Linked DNA regions of Ovis aries: region 1 is linked to region 2. The links are chromatin contacts, called in public Hi-C maps. All regions are on one chromosome and are shown on one strand. Each heading gives the region's core, a stretch centred on a gene start, on an enhancer-like site or on the middle of the called end of the contact. The rest is flanking DNA. Distances are from core to core; before and after follow the strand shown. Region 1 overlaps DNAJB12 (DnaJ heat shock protein family (Hsp40) member B12). Region 2 overlaps ASCC1 (activating signal cointegrator 1 complex subunit 1).

Region 1 (3,582 bases), core at 97-2,596, 170 kb after region 2:
CCCTCCTGTACCTTCCGAGGGCTCTGCCCGCCTGTCCCCTGCAGCCAGAGTGCCTGCCCACCCGAAGCCCTGCCCACGCCCACCTCCTTCACAGATGCCGCTCTTTACTGTGAGCTGCTCACCCCGCCACGCTCCCAGCTTTGTTGTCAGTCTGCTTACTGGGGTCTGCTGAATGCTGGGCTCACCCACCTGGCCGGAAGTTCTTCCAGGGCAGCCCCAGTCTTAGTCACCTTTGTGGTTTCGTGTCTGGAGTGGGATTTGACTCCAGTTGGTGCTTGGTGAATCTTCCTCGACTGACGACAGATAACACAGAGACCTTTCTGTGTACCTTTTTTTTTTTTTTTAGTATGTATGGGATAACTTTTACTCCTCGCAGTAACCCACTGAGGTAGGTGGCTTTATTATCTGCATTTTGAAGATGAGGCCACTGAGACAGAGGGAGGTTAAGTGACATGCCCAAGGCCACCCAACCAGTACATGCAGCTGGGCTGTGGGGTCCACACCGACACCTGATGGATCTGCTGTCCTGCCTCTGGAGTGTGGGGCCAGCTCAGGGAAGCTGCCCGCACAGCAGGTGGACACCTTTGTCGTTGCTGGGAGAGAGTAGGTGTGCACAGCTCGAGGGCAGCCTGTCCCCAGCCCTAGACCCTCAGATTAAGTCTCATTTCCCTTAGCGTGGCCTTTCCCCGTTCCCACCCTTCTGAACTCAGGGCTCCTGCCGCTCTACTTGGTGGGAGTGGGTCTGACCCTTCAAGGACTGATTGTTTTGCTACATAAACCCCAAATACACGCACAGCTTCACAGACTCTTGGGGGACGAACTTCCCTGCCTCAGGGTCTCAGTTTCCTGCTCTGGGAAATGGGCTGACTGGCTCAGACCACATGGTGTGACATTTGGTAAAGACTCTGAGCTCACATTGTGTCAACAGTCTAGTCATCCAAATCTGTGCACCTCTCAACAGCCAGGTGACTCTGCCCAGGAACTCCGGGTGGGGATGAGGCTATAGTCAGGCTGGGGTGTGTGCTCCTTGCCCCTTGGGGCAAGTCTAGAACGGGGAGATAAGCCGGCTGATCCCGGGAGCTTGCACGGACTCGGGGCCCTGTTGTGCCACCTGACAGTGGGTGGGGACACTTGTCAAAGGCTCTTCTTTGTAGCAAACAGTCAGACAGAGTCTGTCCCGCCCCTTTTGGCTCACAGAACTGCACACTGAGGGCAGAGGGACTTGAGGGGGGTTGAATGGGGGCGGTTGGCAACGCCCCTGCCAACCACAGCCAACAAGTGGTGGCTCGCAGACCGGGCGCGGGCCGGTGACCCAGGTGGGGGCAGCCAATGAGCACCCGGGCTGCCGTGGCACCACCGGGCAGCCTGCCTGTCTTTGGCTGGAGCTGCGGCAGGAGGGGCCTCAGGCCACCAGTCAGGGCTGCGGGCCCTGTCTCTGGGAGGCCCCGGGCAGATCTGCCGCTCCATTCACGGAGGCTGCCACATTTTTAACTTTTCCATGGGGGAGGAGGGTGGGCTGTGGGGGCGGTGTGGCAGGGATGGCTGGGAAGACTGTGCACCCAGAGATGGAAAGAAACTCCGAGAACTTTTCTCTTGTTCTGGATCCAGGGTGGGCTGGAGCTCCAGGCTGGGGAGAAGGGAGGTTCTGAATCTGCTGTGTTCACCATAGGCCTGATAGTCAGAGGGGTAAGACTAAGGGGAGGCCCGGGTTGCGCACCCTGGATTAGTGCCAGGGACCCCCCTGGGTCCTGGCTTAACTGAGCTGCTTACCCTTCGTTGCGATGGAAATCAGCCCTGGAACACTTGTGACTGAAGTGGCTGTCAGCTGGGGTGAGGGGACGTTCTGACTAGCCACCAAACTCCTCGTGGTCTTGGCAGGACAGTGTCAGCAGCAACAGGTGCTTGTACCCCCCTTCTACCCTCCGAGCTTGGGCCCCTTGCTCAACACAGACCCACCAATCACATAATAAACATGTATTTATAGATATACAATTTCAGAATTCTAATTCAAGAAATACAGCTTCTCAGGGGATCCATCAGGATCTATGTTCTTATTGCACATGGCTCAGCCCGTCTAGGGACATCTACCAAGACCAGAGGGTTGGGGTGGTCGGGGCAGAGCACCGGGGCCACCGCAGGCAGGGTGCTCTCATCCGCATCCAGTTCTGAGCATCTCTCTGGGCTGGGGCGGCCACTTCATCACAGGGCAGGACCTTGTTTAAAAACCATATTTGACATCTCTTAACCAAGCTTCCTTCCCCAGCAAGAATCCTACTTGTTGGGAGACTTTTAAAAAGAGAGCCAAGAGAAGCTCTGGGAGGGTGGTGACCCCCCTCCTGGCTGGCAGCTTGGTTTGGGGTAGTAAGGCTTCGGAGGATGGCAGGCTCAATTGACACACCCACCACAAGAGGAAAATTTGGGGAAAACGGTAATTCCAAAAGGCCCAGTATAAACTGTGGGAATAAATAAAACCTCCCTCCCTTCCCCTGGCAGCAAGTGCTGTTTTGAGAAAAATCCTCATTTGAAGGTGACGATAAGAAAACCTTCTGGTTCATCCTTTGTCCAAAGTGCAAGAGAAGGCCGGGTGGCATCATGTCCTTGGAGAGTAGACAGAGGTGCCCACAGTCATGGACTTTCTTCAGGATTTGGCTGCTGCCCCAGGGTCCTGGGTGCCACCTGGTTGACTCTTGGAAAAAAAGCCTTCTGAAGCCTTGGTCCATGACTTAGGAAAAACCAGTAGCAACAATGGGGCTGTGCCTGGGGGCACCTATAAGGCAAAACTCACGTAGGGACTAAGCGGGGAGGTGGTCAGCCAGAACCTGATTCCCCTCTCCAATCCTGCTGTTCTCGGTGGTAGGGGGAAGGGGGCTCCTGGACGCCAGGACTAAGTGCCCACCTGAGCTGACCAAACTTATGGTGGGTGGGCTCATCCCCCTGGGCCATCTGGGGCCTCTACCATGACACAATACTGACCTGGCACCTGGCCCTAGGGGCACCTTCTTTTCCCCATGGCCTGTTCCCCTCCAGTTTAATCATAATGTTGGCAGCCTTCCAAATTCTCTACAGATTTATGCTATCATGATTACTGCTGCCATCAAAAACAGGCTGGGCTTGAGGGCAACGTTAGAAGATGTTACCCAACTTTCCTTCTGCTGTCAGCTATGGCTAATGTCTAGCCTTTGAAGGACCAGGCTCCCTTCCCCAAACAGGCCTCATTTTCTAAATCAGGGAAGAAATCAACTCAACAACCTAACCAAATCCCTGCATAGTTTCAAAAAGTAGACTCTCTCTATATATATCTTTATATGTGCTATTTACATATAAATAGATATATACATATACACGCATCTATAAATTACATTCTATGGAGAGTTCTCTTTCCTCTTCCTCTTTATCCTTGGCCAACACTGATTGCTTCCACTGAGGTGACTGGTGGTGGCTCCTGGGACGGGGGAGGAAAGGCAGTTGGGCACCCCCTCCCCCAGCCCTTCCCACAGACATTTGCTGCAAGTTTTACATTCTACTTTCGTTGCCATGGTTTCTGTATCCTAGGAGAGAGCTGACGTGGAGGTGGAGCCCAAG
Region 2 (3,221 bases), core at 328-2,827:
CAATCTGCTGTTATTAATACTGATGTAATAGTGCAATGAAACATTTAGTGATAGATTTTCAAGGACAGGCTTTCTGAAAAAGGTAAGTTTGAGGAAAAAGTTCTAAAGACGAACCACAAGACTAAGAAGTAATTTTCAAGAACAGTATGTAATATGGCTTAGTATTGAACTGAATAATAAAAAACACAATATTTTCTTCCTCAGAAATAATATACTTTCTAAATGCTTGTCTTCCTTTGTATATTTTCTGATATAATTTCTTTTAATATATTCTTAAAAAAATCATGACTGAGTTCTCAATCTAATTTCTCTTCCTTTGAAAGAATAAAAATAAATTCCTTTTTTTCAATATGCTTCTAGTACTCCAAAACAAAGTAATCATTGAAAGCAAACCTCTTTACTAACAGTGTTTAGGAACTTAATTGTGCCTTTGTTACCTTAAGACAAACAGACCACAGAGTTGGCCAGCAACGGGCATGTGAGGCACATTCTGTTTTTTGACCTTGGTAGTAGTTATACTGTTCACTTTATGATTATTCGTTTAAAAGTACATATATGTTTGTGCACTTTTACCAAGAGAATAAATAGCATGCATTTTTAAACATCTTCCTTATAGAAACTTCCCTAAGTAAAAAAACTAAACAAAGCTCTCATTTAAATGTATTCATTCTACTGTCCTCTTAAATACTTTAAGAGCCAGAGATGGAAAAAGAGCAAAACTGAATGAAATACTTGAGTCACTCTTATTTACATCTTTCAAGAAAACTCTCAATGTAGCTAGCTAGATTTAAAACATTCTCAGGTAAAGTACTATTAAATATTAATATAGTAAAATACTGCCAATTCCCTCTTTCTCTAAATTTAAATATTCTTATATATAAAATGGAAATACATGTGCTTTTTACTTGGTTTATATGCTCTAGGATTTTTAAGTATCTAAAGAAATGGCACTTTTGTCCTTTGCTTTTAGACCTACAGTACATTCTGCTGCTGCTGCTGCTGCTGTTAAGGCACTTCAGTCGTGTCCAACTCTGTGTGACCCCATAGATGGCAGCCCACCAGGTTCCTCTGTCCCTGGGATTCTCCAGGCAAGAACACTGGAGTGGGTTACCATTTCTTTCTCCAATGCATGCATGCGTGCTAAGTCGCTTCCATCGTGTCCAACTCTGTGCGATCCCATGGACAGCAGCCCACCAGGCTTCTCTGTCCACAAGACTCTCCAGGCAAGAATACTGGAGTGGGTGGCCATTTCCTTCTCCAGCACTTTCTGTTCCTTCCCAAATATATTACTGTGTCTTTATTTGTACTGTGGAGAGTACAAGCTAGGGCTCTAATGTCTCCTCTTCACCTTGCATTTAGAAGCTATGCTTTTAAACAGTTACTACTGCACCCCTATTCAATCTGCTGAAAGCATAGTCTTGGAATACTGATTCAACTGCATAAGGGCATTTAATGGGTCCCCCAAACAAGACTGCCACTAAGACCACTTCTCCCTCCAGAAGCTGGCAGTCAATGACCATCCTACTTCTAGCTAGTGAGGGAGCAGTTATTTCCTGGCAGAATGTTTTTAGGTCAGCACGATTTCTCCATTTACAAGCTTATCAGTGTGTTACAGATAACCAAATCACATCTTTGCTCCTATCTCTTAGATGAGAAATGGAAACTCTGACAGGACACTATCCTATTAATGAGGCCAAGGTCGTCTTCACTCGCATGTACATCTTCCTTTCAGAGCCATCTGTCAGTCTTCCATAAAAAACTACCATTACTAAATACATTGTTTTTCTTGTTTGAAAAACACAAGGGAATGATTCTCTAGTTGTCAGTTCTTTCAAAGTCCTTCTTAGAATAGTAAAATTCTTATTTTGACTAGGAATAATCAGATACTAGTCTATAATAGCTGCAAGAATTCTCAAAAGAGCTATACAAAAGAAAAACATAGCTTCTACCTCCAAAAGTCATTGGAGATCTTTTTTTTTTTCTTTCTTATTAAGGCATCCAGAACACATATTGCACTGAGTCAAAAGGACCAATTCTCTTCATGGAGTAGAATAGCAATTGGCTGTTACTCATTAAATTCTTACAGCAATGAGCAATGACTCGCATTCTCGTTTTGTTTCTCTTTGAATAGCAGATGAAGTTGATTTTTTTCCAAGGCTGCTTCCCATCACCAGCATTCCTGATCCTTGACCTGTGTAGCTGTTAATATGCTGCACACATATACTTGGGCTCCTTAACAACCAATGCTGTTAACCTTTCTGTTTACTCCAAGTCAGTTCCTATCTTGTTAGTGAAAGTGATTTTTTTTTCCCTTTCTGAACATAATAATTTTATCTGGTACAAAAACTACATATATAATCCATCGGTTTTTTAAATCTCGATTGTTTTTTTTTGCAAGGGATTCAGGGGCCATGGGTTTTCATATTCTAATTGAGAAAGACTTGTAATTCCAAAAAAGTGCACTGCTACAGCTACTTTATAAATATAGCTATTGCCTCTTATATGTCTGGGGAGCAGTGTTGGATGCTACATTTTATCTTTATTCTCAAAGAAAAGTTAATTCCTTTGATTAAATATAAATGAAAGATTATATTTTCTGGAACTAATGATTAAAAAGTAACGTGTTGTATATTCTATCAAAAGATATTTTGTTACAACTACCTGTGTTCAAAGGACCTGTGTTCAAAGGTACTTCTCTTCCTCCATCTCATAATCTGCTACCATCATTTTATACTGTAATTACCTATTAATCTGCTATATCTCTCAGAGATAGGAAGCTCCTGGAAGGTAGGGACTGTATCATGACTGTTTTATCTGCAGAGCACATGGTCTGACAGATAGCACACAGTCAATAGTTCTGTTGGTCTTAGTATTACATTCACCTCAAAAGCCTAATTGTTAATTAGCCAGTTTTAGACTAACTGGCATACCCACTGCCCCAACATTTATGTCGTCAGATATTATCACATTTCAAACAGAGAGGCCCAATTTCAAGTATCTACTGATCTCTGCCTAAACACTGAGCATCTTTATAAAGAAGGTAGAAAAGCTAATTTGTGAGTTTTAAATATTTTTTTCTGATTTAAACTCTGCTACTATCTAGCAGCAACCTTTGGCAAGTCACTTTAACCATATTGGATCTTGCACCCTTAGAGAGTAAAATGAGGAACTGGATTAAATAGTTTGCAAGAACCTCATTGGGCCCAGTTGTAAAATCCCAA

Evidence for each region. Hi-C and Micro-C count contacts between places; a contact is called where the count stands out from the background.
Region 1: a contact with region 2 is called in a Hi-C map of mixed tissues, with 6 times the contacts expected there. The contact joins two enhancer-like sites. A contact is called at or near these places in 12 of 16 Hi-C or Micro-C datasets (blood, hypothalamus, liver and 6 more).

Annotation. Positions count from the first base shown.
Region 1 is chr25:27,599,020-27,602,601 of ARS-UI_Ramb_v3.0, forward strand. It overlaps DNAJB12 (DnaJ heat shock protein family (Hsp40) member B12), which reads right to left. Exons shown (of 9, transcript XM_042241167.1): 9 at 1,960-3,582. Among named protein-coding and RNA genes, the nearest start is that of DNAJB12, 19 kb to the right of the region's middle. Within about 2 kb of position 1,347, at least 48 of the 54 cell types and tissues checked have an H3K27ac peak or open chromatin away from gene starts, as enhancers often do.
Region 2 is chr25:27,430,829-27,434,049 of ARS-UI_Ramb_v3.0, forward strand. All of the region lies in intron 9 of ASCC1 (activating signal cointegrator 1 complex subunit 1), which reads right to left. Among named protein-coding and RNA genes, the nearest start is that of SPOCK2, 33 kb to the left of the region's middle. Within about 2 kb of position 1,578, at least 3 of the 54 cell types and tissues checked have an H3K27ac peak or open chromatin away from gene starts, as enhancers often do.